Regions from separate parts of the Sus scrofa genome. Here all the other regions are linked to region 2. Evidence: chromatin contacts called from public HiChIP or PLAC-seq data. All regions are on one chromosome and are shown on one strand. Each heading gives the region's core, a stretch centred on a gene start, on an enhancer-like site or on the middle of the called end of the contact. The rest is flanking DNA. Distances are from core to core; before and after follow the strand shown.

What was found. HiChIP or PLAC-seq counts read pairs in DNA pulled down with a chosen protein or histone mark.
Region 1: an H3K27ac HiChIP or PLAC-seq map of skeletal muscle shows a contact between it and region 2. The contact joins two enhancer-like sites. A contact is called at or near these places in 2 of 5 promoter capture datasets (fetal skeletal muscle and liver), 36 of 47 Hi-C or Micro-C datasets (adipocytes, adipose tissue, alveolar macrophages and 17 more) and 2 of 2 datasets of contacts at active chromatin or transcription factors (alveolar macrophages and skeletal muscle).
Region 3: a contact with region 2 is called in an H3K27ac HiChIP or PLAC-seq map of skeletal muscle. The contact joins the promoter of PNMA1 here to the enhancer-like site in region 2. A contact is called at or near these places in 1 of 5 promoter capture datasets (fetal skeletal muscle), 33 of 47 Hi-C or Micro-C datasets (adipocytes, adipose tissue, alveolar macrophages and 15 more) and 2 of 2 datasets of contacts at active chromatin or transcription factors (alveolar macrophages and skeletal muscle).

What each region holds. Positions count from the first base shown.
Region 1 is chr7:97,075,376-97,080,421 of Sscrofa11.1, reverse strand. It overlaps ELMSAN1 (ELM2 and SANT domain-containing protein 1), which reads left to right. Exons shown (of 13, transcript XM_021099496.1): 2 at 3,153-4,830. The coding sequence starts at 3,388. Among named protein-coding and RNA genes, the nearest start is that of PNMA1, 26 kb to the right of the region's middle. Within about 2 kb of position 1,576, at least 52 of the 83 cell types and tissues checked have an H3K27ac peak or open chromatin away from gene starts, as enhancers often do. A contact at or near this core is called in skeletal muscle, where this site is marked.
Region 2 is chr7:97,156,932-97,161,863 of Sscrofa11.1, reverse strand. No RefSeq gene overlaps it. Among named protein-coding and RNA genes, the nearest start is that of PTGR2, 15 kb to the left of the region's middle. Within about 2 kb of position 1,608, at least 1 of the 83 cell types and tissues checked has an H3K27ac peak or open chromatin away from gene starts, as enhancers often do. A contact at or near this core is called in skeletal muscle, where this site is marked.
Region 3 is chr7:97,049,740-97,054,557 of Sscrofa11.1, reverse strand. It overlaps PNMA1 (paraneoplastic antigen Ma1), which reads left to right and starts at 2,701. Exons shown (of 1, transcript XM_021099497.1): 1 at 2,701-4,818. The coding sequence starts at 3,541. The coding sequence ends at 4,602.

The DNA.
Region 1 (5,046 bases), core at 327-2,826, 81 kb after region 2:
GTCTTGGAGTCAGGCAGACCTAAGTTCAAGCCCTGACTCTGTAACTATAATTTTCATGAGACCATTGGCAAGTTACTCAGCCCCTCTGCACCTCATCTAACTCAGCCGTAAAATGGAGGTTAAAATGCCAGTGCTTCCTGCTTTAGCTTCATGCTGTCTTGAAAACATGTGCAGCACACTTAGGATCTGCCTGTACCTGTGGCATAGGGAGGTTCCCAGGCTAGGGGTCAAATGGGAGCTGCAGCTGCTGGCCTACGCCACAGCCACAGCCATGCCAGATCTGAGCCGCATCTGCAACCCACACCACAGCTCATGGCAACAGCGGATCCTTAACGCACTGAGTGAGGCCAATGGTGGAACCTGCATCCTCATGGACACTAGTCAGGTTCTTAATCCACTGGGCCACAATAGGAACTCCTGTTATTATTATTGCATATACTAGCTGCTGCTGCTACTACTACTATTATTACGTGCCCTGGTGCCTCTCCTCCTACCTCTAGGGTTCCCAGGCATCTTCCACTCTTTTTCCATCCCCCTAGATAACCACCTTTCTTCTCTGAGGGTCCCAGGCCTGGGTGTCTGTGCTCTTAGCACTGTTAGCAGCCTTCCAATGGGGGTGACAGGGAGGCCTCTGCAGAAGCTTCAGCCTCTCCTGAATTGGCCCTTTGATTTCTTCTAAACAATTCTTGGCCCAGCTTTGGAAACCTACTGTGGCGTCCAGACGAAAGGCCCTCCTTGTTGTGCACAGCGGGGGATGGGAGGTAGACCAGCTGAGCCTGGCCCTTCCTGACCTGACCAAGCAGCTGCAGGTGAGCAGGCCTGGAGCAGGAGCAGCCCTACCTTGGATCCCTCTTCACGGACTCCACCGGCATCTCCCCTACCGCTGAGCGGCCATCCTCGTGCCTGGGTACCCTGCCTCAGACACACACGTGCACCCAAGCCCATCTGCCACGTGGACCTTCCCTTCCTCCAAGCCCCAAGCCTGTGCTGTGGCTCACAAGGCGACAGGGCTGTGATGTGATGGGGGGGGCTGTCTGTGTACAGTAGGGGAGGGGAGGCTCCCAGTTCACGGGAGGCACGTGGACCTGCGCCCTCCCCCTCCCCCCTTCCCTCCCTCCTGCACGTTCTTCCTTCCTGGGTCTTGCGTCTGCAGACACACACGTACTTGTAGCTGGTTTGTGCTGACTGGAGAGGCAGAGCCTGAGATCTGGAGCCGGGACAGTCCCACCCTGCAGCTTCAGGATGGCGCCCGGGGTTATTTTCGGTCTGGCGGCTGACTGTAGGGCTCCGCTCTGAATTGGGCTGGCTGTCAGGGAATGAGGGTTTAAAAGCAAGAGGGCGGGGGGGGGGGGTGTTCGGGGAAGCGGTTTCCGTGGCCTCAGCCCTCTCGGCTGGTCCTCGTCCTCCCCTTGTGCCGGGGTCTGGGTGACTGGGGGTCCGCCTTGTCTCCCCCTCTTGCAGCTTCCAGAGGCGAGACAAAGGGGGGGGGGCGAGCAGGGAGCGTCGCTCTCGCGGGCGACAGGGCCTGGGAGCTGAGGAAGGAAATGGAGGAGGAAGTTCCTCCCCTTCGGGGTGCTGGGTGAAAGTGAGAGGCAGCAGGGGGCGGGAGCGCGGCACGCCCGCTGCTCCTGGAGGGGAAGGGCTGGGGAGCTGCGGAAGCCTGCGGAGGAGCGATAGCGCGGCCGCCTCCCAGGGGTCGGGGCATCGCCGGGGGCAGCCAGGGCTTCGTACTAGAGTCTGCCCGTGTGCCCAGTTCTGCTCTCCTCTCGGCGGCTTTCCTAGGAACTCCCGGAGCTGCTAACAGTGACCTCGAGTTTCTCGGTTCTGACGTCTGAGGTCAGCCTGGACCTGCAGATCCAGTCCCCAGGGCTTCCTGAGCTCTCTCCCCCCCCCCCAACCCCCTTCTAGACTGAGTGGCTCAGGATCAGAATCTTCCTTTGGCAAAGAGGTGGATCTTGTAGCTGCTCCCCCTCCCATCACCAACCTCCAGAGGGGGGCACCCCTCACACAGTAAACAACAGCAAAAAAACCCTCTCTGAAGAAAGAAAACGTCTGAATACATGCAAGTGATAGGTGTCAGTTATAACTTGCATGTAAGTAATAAAAGCACATGTAAATGAAAAATACTGGTCTCAGTTCTTTCCACTGTGTAGCAGGATAAATAGAGCAACCTGGTTTTGTTTTTGTTTTTAAAATCAAGTTAGAAAACAAACACAGGAACACTGTGAGCCCTTAGTCACGCCATGTCCTGGAGAAACCTTCTGGACCTGAGAAGTTCTAAGCAGTCTGCACACCCGCAATATTGCAGCTCTACTATTCCTTTACTCCAGATGCCAGGCGCTCTTTGGCAGTGGCGGAGGCGGGGTGGGAACTGTTGACCAGCCACCGGGCTGGATCCTGTCTCCAGCCAGCAGAGGTTGCAAAACAGGTTCTGTGCTGTTAGGGGAAGAATCGGCAGCCACAGTTCCACCCAGCAGCTCCTCCCAGGGGTGGGGCTAGAACTGCACACACCCTTCTGGGGCCTTACCTACCACCAGTGCTTGGGCCTAGCCTTGGGCCTGGGACTCTGCAAGGGCCTGGTGGGGCTTCCAACCCTTGGGCTGCACAGTTGGGAATGGCTCCTGTTTCCTCCCCTTTCTGTCTGAGGTCTCAGAGCAGGAGTGTCAGAGGAGGCAAAACTCCTGCTGGGTCTGGTGAGGAGGCTACTGCCTGGTCAGATGTAAGAGGACCTGCCTGGCTGTCCAGGGGGTTGAGGCCTGGCTTCAGAGGAGAAGAGAACCCACCATGGCCGTTGCCACTCCTTATCCCAGCTTGACCAAAGGCGATCAGGCTGGATTGGATCTCAGCCTTGGCAGGTATCTTTGTGCTGCATGCAAGTTACATAACCAAATGCAGCAGTTCTGGAGCCTAACCAAGAGGGCGAGGTGGTGGGACAACAGGAGAGCCCCAGGGTACCCTGGGAGATGTTGCTGCCTTCTGGTAGCTCCCCCGTGGTCCTGGCTCCTGCCTCACCAATGCTGCTCTGTGCCCTTGGGCTTGTCCCCAGGAGGCTGTGGAACCGAAGGGCCCTTGAGGCCCTCCTCTCACACTTGTGCTGACCTCTGGAGCATCATGGGAGACTGTGGCTGATGCTATTGCTCTTCTGTCTGCAGGCTCCAGAGCCCTGTGGAGCATCATGAACTGCGAAGAGTAGAGAAGCCCAAGGGCCTCTCTACAGCGAGGAAGGAAGAGCCAGCAGTTCCTTCTCCCTGTGCCTGACTGCATCATCCAGCATTTTCTCTGCCCCCATTGGCTGCCGGACTAGGGCCAGGCTTCGAGCAGGACCATCCCCCAGGGGATGGGCAGCCGGTGAAGTAGGTCTCACTCCGGGGCCCCGTTGGCCACACCATGAACCTCCAGGCCCAGCCCAAGGCTCAGAACAAGCGGAAGCGTTGCCTCTTTGGGGACCAGGAACCAGCTCCCAAGGAGCAGCCCCAAGCCCTGCAAGCCCCCCAGCAGCCCCCGGCCCCTCCTCAATCCACCAGAGTCAAGGAGGAGCCTTACTTTGGGCAGGAGGGTCCAGCAGGGGCTGTCCCTGCCTCCCAGCCTGTGGAACTGCCCCCTCCCAACAGCCTGGCCCTGCTGAACTCTGTAGTGTATGGGTCTGAGCGAACCATGTTGTCCCAGCAGATGGGCTCAGTCAAGTGGCCCAACTCTGTGATGGCTCCAGGGAGGGGCCCAGAGCGTGGAGGAGGTGGGGGTGTCAGTGACAGCGGCTGGCAGCAGCAGCCCGGGCAGCCTCCACCCCACTCAACGTGGAACCGCCACAGCTTGCCCCTCTACAGTGGACCCAAGGGGAGCCCTCATCCTGGCATGGGGGTCTCCACCTACTATAACCACCCCGAGGCACTGAAGCGGGAGAAGGGAGGGGGGCCGCAGCTGGACCGCTATGGAAACGCCGTGCGGCCAATGATGCCACAGAAGGTGCAGCTGGACGTAGGGCAGCCTCAGGCGCCCCTGAACTCTTTCCATGTGGCCAAGAAGCCCCCAAACCAGACGCTGCCCCTGCAGCCCTTCCAGCTGGCGTTCGGCCACCAGGTGAACCGGCAAGTCTTCCGGCAGGGCCCGCCTCCCCCCAACCCTGTTGCCGCCTTCCCGCCGCAGAAGCAGCAGCAGCAGCAGCAACAGGCAGCCCTGCCCCAGATGCAGCTCTTTGACAACTTCTACCCCATGCAGCAGCCACCTTCTCAGCAGCCCCAGGACTTTGGCCTGCAGCCGGGCGGGCCACTGGGGCAGTCCCACCTGGCTCACCACAGCATGGCACCCTACCCCTTCCCCCCCAACCCTGACCTGAACCCAGAACTGCGCAAGGCCCTCCTGCAGGAGTCAGCCCCGCAGCCCGTGCTACCTCAGGCCCAGATCGCCTTCCCCCGCCGCTCCCGCCGCCTCTCTAAGGAGGGCGTCCTGCCTTCCACCGCCCTGGATGGAGCTGGCACCCAACCTGGGCAGGAGCCCGCCAGCAATCTGTTCCTACATCACTGGCCTCCGCAGCAGCCACCACCTGGCCCCCTGGGGCAGCCCCATCCTGAAGCTCTGAGATTCCCACTGGAGCTGAGGGAGTCGCAGTTGCTGTCTGACGGGGACAGACTGGCACCCAATGGTCGGGAGCGGGACGCTCCTGCCATGGGCAATGAGGAGGGCGTGCGGGCTGTGGGCACAGGGGACTGTGGGCAGGTGCTACGGGGCGGGGTGATCCAAAGCACGCGACGGAGGCGCCGGGCGTCCCAGGAGGCCAATTTGCTGACCCTGGCCCAGAAGGCAGTGGAGCTGGCCTCACTGCAAAACACAAAGGTGAGAGGGGCGTGGGCTGGGGGCAGACCTGGCAGAGGGCAGGGCGAGCTGTGTCTGGGGCCAGGGGAGAGCAAGCGACTTCAGGTTCACAAGGGCACTTTTCTCACTTCATTGAAGGAAATAAAGAACCCAGCCACTGCAGGGAGTTCCCACTCTGCATGCGAAGAATCTTTTCACAGGTGTATCCATACCTGAAGGGAAGATGGAGCTTATACA
Region 2 (4,932 bases), core at 359-2,858:
GCCCAAATATTGAAAATATACATACTCCAATCAATCAATTCAAAAAAGACAAATAACCCAATTTTTAAAGTGGGTAAAAGACTTGAATAGGCATTTCATAAAAGACAAAATATGTATCAAAAAGATGCTCAAGTTCATTAACTACTAGAAGGAAGCAACTTCAGACAATAATGAGATACCTTTATACATCTTACAAAAGAAGTCAAGATTTAAAAATCTGACATCAAATGATAAAGGAAATGCAAAACAATGGGGACTCTTGGCTGGTGAAAGAATAAATCGATTCAATCACTTTGGAAAACTGGCAGAATCCAGTGCAGTTGGCTCTCTACAGATGCTAAGTGCAGAGCCTTTCACCCCCTTTCCCAAACGTCACTACTTCTCTCCCGGGTCTCCTAGAACCGGGACTGGGTTAGTTATACAAAGAAATGAGCTCTGGTTTTGGGAGGCTGGCTTTCCTGCCCTTCCTCCCTCCCTCCCTCCCTTTTTTTTCCAAAAGAGCAAGATGAAACATACATATATAAAACAGAAAAAAACCCCTAAATATGCAGAGCATGTTTGGACAATTTAATAAATAGTCATCCCTTGGTAGCTGCAGGGGATTTGTTCCAGGCCTCCCCAAGGATACCAAAACCTGCAGGTGCATTCATATAAACATGATGTAGTTCATTCAGCCCTCTGTGTCGTAGTTCCATATCCATGGATACTGGAAAGCTGACTGTTAAGTGCAAAGTAACTCTCTGTGTAACCAACACTCAGATTAAGAAATAATAACTATCAGCCTTCACAAAGCCCCGGTGTGAAGATTCTGCTGTGGCACAGAGGGTTAAGAATTCACTACAGAAGTTCCCACATTGGCAAAACAGGATCGGTGGCGTCTCTACAGCATCAGGATACAGGTGTGATCCCTGGCCTGGCACAGTGTGGGTTAAAGGATCCAGCGTTGCCACAGCTGTGGCATAGGTTGCAACTGTGGCTCAGATATGATCCCTGAACCAGGAACTCCTTATGCCACTGGGCAGACCAAAAAAAGAAAAAAAAAAAGAATCATCCCACTGCAGCAGCTCGGGTTGCTGCAGAGGTGTGGCTTTGAGGTGCCCCAAAGGATCCAGGGTTGCCACGGCTGTGGCGTAGATTGAAGTTGCAGCTCAGATTCAATCCCTGGCCCAGGAGTTTCCATATGCCATGGGTTTGGCCATTAAAAAAAAAAAAGTAGCCCCTGTGTGTTCCCTGAGTAATCACAACCCCCGCCCTCCCCATTACAATTAGGTACTATTATCCTGGCATTCATCCTATTAATTTCCTTCTTCTTTTTTATAATTCTACAACTTGTCTTTGAACTTCACATGTGTAGATTCCTACTGAACACATTCTTCCACGTCAACTTTCTTTCCCTCGTATTATGTTTGTGAGACTCAGACAAGTCTAATCTTGTAAATCTTGGTCACTCATTTTCATTGCTGTATTATATTCCATTGTATGAATACCCTACAGTGTGTTTTTCCATTCTATACTTGACAGATGGGGTTGTTTCCAGTTTGAGGCTATTAGGAACAATGCTGCCAAGAACATTCTTGCCCATAAATCCTGTTGCACAGGTGCAAGAGCTTTTCTAGGGTGATGACCTAGTGTGGCTTCTCTTTAATCCAGGCTTAGTACATTCATGCTTCTCCCCTGCCTCCTCTTTCAAAACTAGCTCTCAGGAAAAAAAAGACGAGCTCTCAGAAAAGGTCATAAATTACTCATTCTAAGGTACGAATGGCTGAGAAGTATTACTCTGTATCCTCTCCTGTAGAACTGGGAGCTGACACCAAATGAATTAATTTCTGATTGTAGAATTCCAGGTTTCTGGAGGCTGGGGGAATACTCCATTGGGGTTAGGCCTGGGGAGAAAGTATCTCATGGTGGTAAGACCATGAACCAAGAAAATGAAAACAAACAAAAACCAAAACAGAACAAGAAAGCCATAGCCAATCTGTTACATGTATTAATATCTTAAAGTCCTATCTCATACTTTCAAATAATCTTGTGAGGAGAAAAAGAGGAATCCTAAAGACTGTTCTGTTTGAAAAGTCAAAAACCAGGTGCAAGAAGTGAAGTCCCTTCTCCAAAGGTCGGTTGGCAATGAATAGATGAGCTAAGTGGAGTGGTCAAAAAGAAATCCTTAAGGCCAGACACCCATGCTTGAGGCCCAGCTCCATCAGCTGGGGTGGGGGTTGGCAGGGGGCATCTTCTCCAAGCTGATCTCTTCATCTGTGAAAAGAGCATGATGACAGTACTAAGTTCATGAGGCTGTTGTGAGGAAAAAGTAAGGAAATGACTGAACTGCCTTTTACACAGCACTTGCCCCTTAGTAAGCGCTCAAATAGTATTGGATCTTGTTCCGCTTCTGCTTCTTCTTCTTTTATTTTATTTTTATTTTTTTTTTTGTCTTTTGTCTTCTTAGGGCCACACCCACAGCATAGGAAGTTTCTAGGCTAGGGGTCGAATCGGAGCTGTAGCCACCAGCCACAGCCACAGCCACAGCAATGCCAGATCTGAGCTGAATCTGAGATCTCAGCTGCAACTTGCAGCAACGCCATATCCTTAACCCACTGAGGAGTGAGGCCAGGGATTGACTCTGCATCCTCATGGATATTAATTGGGTTCTTAACCCACTAAGCTACAACAGCAACTACTTTTTTTTATTATTTTCTTCTGAGAGTGGGTACTTTCTATGAGAGCAGGTAAGCAAATGATCTGAGTAGGGTTTACTGATGCTACTGGGGATCCCGGCAGGCTTGCAGGGTAAATGGGAGAGAAGAGGGAAAGAAAGTAAAGTGAAGCCAGAGAGATAAATGAAGAAGGCATGCCTGCTTCGCAAGAAGAAAGTGCTAAATTTCCAGAAGGGGGCTGCTTAAGGCCAGTGAGAGGGGTGTATAATAGATCTGGCCCAGGGAGAGGTTTGAGTGGGCCTTGCTAGGTCACATGTGGTCAATACATGAATAGCAAGTGCAGGGATGAAATGGGTCAGAAAGCAGTTAGCAGGCAAGGCTGTGCACACCCACGGGGCAGCCAAAATTCGATGCTTCTGTGCGTGCTGATTGCCTCTCCTCTCAAGCACCAGCAAGTCACTCAGCTTTTCTTCTAGCTTAGAAGCTTGCTTTACTACTTGCAGGCACAGCCACAGCAGGAAAGTGTGTGCGTATGTGTGTGTGTCTCCCCAGGGGCAACTCTCAACCAATGAAGGATGGAAGTTGATAGATAAATGTCCTACACCCTCATTCTTCGGAGAGACAATTCTAAGTGGTTTTTATATGGTTCTTCAAAGGATCCCTAGGGAGACTGAGCCAACTGTTCACAGTGATAACCAGCCCAGTAATGCATCTTTCATTGTCTTCCCTTCTTCCATCATTCTCTCCTCTTTCTCATTGTTGTCCTGGGATAGCCTCCTAAATAAACTATTGTCACAAAGTCCTTGTCTCAGTTCTGCTTTAGGAGGGACCCAAACTAAGTTCTATTATTATCACTAATATAAATCTTGGAGCTGAGATTCCAAATAAGCAAATAAAACAAGCCCCCACCCACCCATCCAATCCCTAGTTCAAACAATGTCAAAGAAGCATGATCAAAATGCAAATTAGGAGTGTTTTTTTTTTTTTTTGCCAGAAGAAAATGTCAAGAGTTAATTGAGTCAAGATCATAGCAAAAGCTAAATGTACCCAGATAGACTAATCAACTGTGGATGGACATATGAATAGAAGAAAAAACAAACGAAAACATATTAGAAGAAAATGTAAGCCACCAGGAAATACACCCTAGAGAATGTCTCACATAGGACCAACGGTACATAAGCTTGTCCCTTGCAGGGTGTTTTGTGCTAATGGGAGTTAAGGCCCCAGGGGCTCACTACTGGGGGAAGGGAGGAATAGAGCAGTTAGGAGCAAGAAACTGCATGTAGCACAGCCATGTGGACAGCCCGTAAAACCATATTGAAAGAAAATAGTAAGAAATTGAATAAGATCTATGGTACAACATCGTTTATATAAACATTTCATATATATACTACATATTTTATCTATTTATTTTTATCTTTTTTTTATGGCCACACCCTTGGCATGTGGAAGTTCCCTGGCTAGGGATGGAATGGGAGCTGCAGCTGCTGGCCTACATGACAACCACAGCAATGCCAGATCCGAGCCACATCTCTGACCTATGCCATAGTCTTGGGAACACCAGATCCTTAACCCACTGAAGGAAGCCAGGGATCAAATCCACATCCTCATGGATTCCTAATCAGCTGAGCCACAACAGAAATCCTATACTGCATCTTTTGTAAGGAAACATACAAATACTGTTATAACTGTTAAACACATCAGAGGGATTATTCACTATGGGCAAGGGGAAAATGCAGATAAAAGAAAATTTTAAAAAACATTTGCAGCCACACCTGTGGGATACCGAAGTTCCCCAGCTAGCAGTTGAATCAGTACTGCAGCTGCTGGCTTATGTCACAGCCATGGCAAAGCTGGATCTGAGCCACATCTATGACCTATGCCCAGCCTGTGGCAATGCTGGATCCTTAACCCATTGAGGAGGCCAGGGTTTGAACCCACATTCTCATGGAGACTAGCTGGATTTGTTACCGCTGAGACACAATGGAAATTCTGAAGGAAATTTTCTTATGTCCCTGCCCATGCCATGAGGAAGCTCCTAGGCCAGGGATCAAACCTGTGCCACAGCAATGACAATGCCAGATCCTGAACATCTAGGCCACTAGAAAACTCCAAAAGGGAATTAAAAAAATATATATGGCTTACACAGACCAATGATTACTGTGTGAAGTATGAACTGAGGAGCCAAGAAGTATGGTTAACTCAACTCTGCACCTGAGGTCCAAAATGGAAAAAAAGAGAAGAAAAAGAAAAAGTAGGAAGACAGTATATAACCTTA
Region 3 (4,818 bases), core at 1,452-3,951, 110 kb after region 2:
TTGCTCTGGAAATTTTGCCAATAGGAATGATAGTAGCACTGAAAGATGGTGGAAAGTTGGAAGGTGTCACAAAGCCACACAGACTAGGAGGATCAAGGGAGAGCAAAGGCAGTTCTTGTTGCTACCTCTTCAGCAGACTGTCAAGTTGCCTGAGGGGACTGGCTGGAAGCCAGAATTCTGGTTTTGTTTCTGGCTTGAAGAAGCCATATTTGGCATCTCGCCACTGAAGTGAAGGGGCTGGAGGTTTCTGGAGGCCCCTTCACTTGCCAGTCCTACAGGAAGACTGAGTTACTTTCCTGGTCTCGTTATTCTCCTTTAGCTGCGTAAAAGCAGTTCTGGGTGCATGCAAGTATATGACAGGTTAGGAAGGAGCCAAGAAATATTCATTCTGATCCGCCAATGAGATAGCCTAAAGGCATCAATGTTGGTAGCTGGGAGTGGGGAGGGAGTTTTGTTTCTAAACTATGCACTGTCAGGTCTTTTTTCGCATTCACTTATGTATTCATATGGTTATACAGCAGGAGCCCCGGTACTGGAGTAACAAAATTCTTTCCCTTCCCCAGTTCCTGATGGCTACCTAGGGACCTCCAGCTTCCCATTAGTTTCTTCCTTAGGCTTCTATAAACTCAGTGGCCCAAGATTGCAAAAATCTGACATACTTTGCAAAAATAAGAGGGTAGCAAATTTAGGCTCTCTTCTAAATCACTTGTGTAATATGAGTGCCTTTGCAGCTTCTCCCCAAAGTGCTACTTACGTTTCCCAAGGTTTTTTCTATTTGAATTATGTTTCGTTTCAGGCCTCTTTTTTGGACATGTGGCAACAGAAACCTCCTTTGTCTAGAGTGATTCTCCTCTTCTAAGCCCAGAGAGACCAGACCAGGTGAATGTAGGTGGAAAAGATCAAGATGGTACCTCTCTGTATTAACCCCGACTGACACCATGTTTTGAAAGGGTTTACGATCCAGGATGGATTCATATTTAGAATGTAATGCGAAAGGTAAACTGTTTAGAGGGCAGATGCAATTGTGGCAAGTGACCTGCCAATAAAGTAGGTGCAGCCATAGAAGCTGGCATAGGCTTACCCTTTATGGTGCTTTCTCCCTGTGAACATATCAGGCTCGTGTTGTTTTTTTCTTTTTTCTTTTCTGTTCAGAGCTGTTTGCTTTAAGAAGTTAAGTGAAAACACCTTCAGCTTTATAATGTCCTCTGTACACCACCTTACATACCCATCTCGCAGCCTCCAGCTACACTCAGCTAAGGGCATGAGATTAACCTAGTGCCTGTGTTCTAGACCATTTCTGAGGTCTCTTAGCCACCCAAGGAGACAGGGCTTCGACACTGTCCTCCATGCCTTCAGCAACCCCTGTCACAGCTAAGGTACACACCTATCCCTTTGGCTACTCCACTTCCACCCCTGGCACAGAGGTCGTGTGCTGCTTATGTCTAAAGGGATCCCCTATATTTAACTGCCTCAATGACCTAACCTCTTTCTTCTCATGTGCCAGATGTTAAGATGAAGGAGGAATACAACACATACACAAGCCTCAGCTGTTTAAATATGTTTTTACCGGGGCTCAGTTTTCTCAGATGGTATTTATTACCAGTGGCAAGCCTAACTCCTTAGGTTTACAGGAAGTATGCATATTTTTATAAAACAATTGTATGTCCTCCCCATATTTTGCTGTATTAATATTTGCCTCTAACTAACAATTTGCAGCTGTTTCACCTTTTCCTCATTTGTCTCTTAGTCAAAGGCCTTGTTGGAGGGGACAGAGCACAGGAACAGCCTTGATAGTCTGTAATTATTGTACAAATATTTTAATAGCATATAAATAAGTATATTCCTTTTATTTTGAAAAAATCAGACACTGCCTTTTGTGTGTTTGCTGCCTGTGGCACCCTTTTTTAAAAGACTGTTACATATTAAAATAGTGTACATATATATAAATATTACCTCTTTTGCTGTACAGTTGTGATAGACCAGACGGAAGATTTTATTTTTTGTGTGCTTTTTATAAAAAAAAAAATTAACACACTAAAGAAAATCTTGCTGATGTGATTGTAATGTACCTATGTAACTTATTTACTTTTGAATGTTCTTCTGTATCTTTAAACCTTTTATTAAATAAGGTTTTAAAAATTCAGAGTTGATTTCTGTGTCCTTTGGGGGAAAGATTTATTATCTCACCATCTGGGATTGTAAGTGTGCCTTGGTTTGCTTCCAAAGGATACTTGACATTTTTGAACCATAAGGCCTGTTTTATCCATGATGCCAGGGCAGGGGAAATAACACATTAGTGTTTGCCGGGTTACTATTCATAGAGATCTAGATCTTTTTACAACATTTTAGACAAGAAGAAGTCTCAACTCACTGGGATAAAATTTAGAGGGTGCAGAGTGCAGTCAGGTGGTACAGGGTATTATACAGCATTGCCTCTGAACGAGCGACGCGAGTAGACAAGTCTTTCTTGACGGCCGGATATCATCTTAAATCCACTCCAGAATTATATTATCTTTTAAACACAGTGCTTTGTTAAGAAAAAAAAAAATCTGGAAAATGCGAAAAAGGAAATGCGCGGTAAAGGAAATTAACGCCCGCGGCCCCGAGCTGCCACCATGGCAACCATTCGCCCCTGCAGGCCGCTAGAGCTCCGGCGTCTCGCGTCGGTGGTTGCCGTGGCTACGGTCGCGCGGGCAGGGCCGCGGGGGGCGGGGCGAGGCGGGTCGAAGGCCGGCCCCGCCCTCCACTGCGGCAGTAAAGGCTAGGCTGGCTGCGGGTGGGACCGAGGTACAACTGTGCAGCTCCAGCCCACCTCGGCCCGCGGTCGCCTGCGTGCGGGGCTGCCGCGGCCTGCCTGCGACTGCGCCTGCGCCTCCTCTAGCCTGGCTTCCGCGTCTTTCCTGCGCCTCTGCTGCCTGTGTTCTTGGTCCTTGGCGTCCTCGCCGCCCAGAGGGATACGTTTGCCCACGAAGAAGCTCTCTCGGGTTGGCCTCGCTGCCGCCGCTGTCTTTCCCTTAGGACAGTCTTTCCCTCCGGGGGCGGTACTAGTTCTTGTCTGCGGAGAAGCGGCTCCTAGCTCGTCTGAGGCGTGCTCCGCTCTGGCAACGAAAGCTTGCACCCTCTGGGAGCAGCAGCGAGTGCCTGGCGCCCAGGCTGCGAAGAGGCGGCCACGTCCCGCGATCAAGCCCTGCGGCTCCTGCTTTCGCCGCCCGCCTTTTTTCCTCGCCTCTGCGCTCCGACGCGACACCTTCCTGTAAGTGGAGGACCCGGCCTGCGGATCCCGACCGGAGACACAAGATGGCGATGGCCATGTGACTGAGCATCCCCGAGGCTTCGTTCCGAGAACGCGGAGGCCTGGCTTTGAGGGGCAGCGAAAAGAGGAGAGCAGGACACTGGTGTCGTTTGTTAAACGTGATTGACTCCCTCGGGCATATGGGGGGAGGTGGCGGTGGGAGCGTCTGCTATTGTCTTCAGTTTTAGAGCACAGGGAGCCACAGTCTAATTGTATTTGTAGAATTGGGGCCCTTGATAGTTGGGAAAATGGCGATGACACTGCTGGAAGATTGGTGTAGGGGGATGGATGTGAACTCCCAGAGAGCCCTTCTGGTCTGGGGGATCCCTGTGAACTGTGATGAGACCGAAATCGAAGAGACCTTTCAAGCTGCGATGCCCCAGGTGCCCTATCGAGTGCTTGGGAGAATGTTCTGGAGGGAAGAGAATGCCAAAGCAGCCTTGTTAGAGCTCACTGGTGCTGTCGATTATGCTGCGATCCCCAGGGAGATGCCAGGTAAAGGAGGGGTCTGGAAAGTAGTCTTTAAGCCCCCCACTTCCGATGCTGAATTTTTAGAAAGGTTGCACCTCTTCCTAGCAAGAGAGGGGTGGACCGTGCAAGATGTTGCCCGTGTCCTTGGGTTTCAGAACCCCACTCCGGCCCCAGGCCCCGAAATGCCGGCAGAGATGCTAAACTATATTTTGGATAATGTTATTCAGCCTCTGGTTGAGTCCATATGGTACAAGAAGCTGACGTTGTTCTCGGGAAGGGACATTCCGGGGCCAGGGGAGGAGGCATTTGATCCCTGGCTGGAGCACACTAATGAGGTCATAGAGGAGTGGCAGGTGCCTGATGTAGAAAAGAGGCGGCGGTTGATGGAGAGCCTTAGAGGCCCTGCCGCTGATGTCATCCGCATCCTCAAGACCAACAACCCTGCGATTACCACCGCTGAATGCCTGAAGGCGCTGGAGCAGGTGTTTGGGAGCGTCGAGAGCTCTAGGGATGCGCAGGTGAGATTTCTGAACACATACCAGAACCCGGGAGAAAAATTATCTGCTTATGTGATTCGTCTGGAGCCTCTGCTGCAGAAGGTGGTTGAGAAGGGGGCCATAGATAAAGATAACGTGAACCAGGCCCGCCTGGAGCAGGTCATTGCCGGGGCCAATCACAGCGGAGCCATCCGAAGGCAGTTGTGGCTGACCGGGGCTGCTGAAGGGCCGGCCCCCAACCTCTTCCAGTTGCTGGTGCAGATCCGCGAGGAGGAGGCCAAGGAAGAGGAGGAGGAGGCTGAGGCCGCCCTCCTGCAGTTAGGCCTGGAGGGGCACTTCTGAGTCCCAGGAAAGGGGGCGTTAGTTCAGACCTAGATCACGGCTGCTTTCATTGTCTCTGTGATGTCTTACAGGTGTGTCTCCTGCTAGTAAAGACTAAGCGGTGTTTTTTGTTTTTGGGCGGGAGTCCGGCCTGGGTATTCATGTGTCATTAGCACAATCGTGCAGGGGAGCACCAGATCTGCTGCAGCGCTCGTGGGTCATGCTAGCTACAATGCC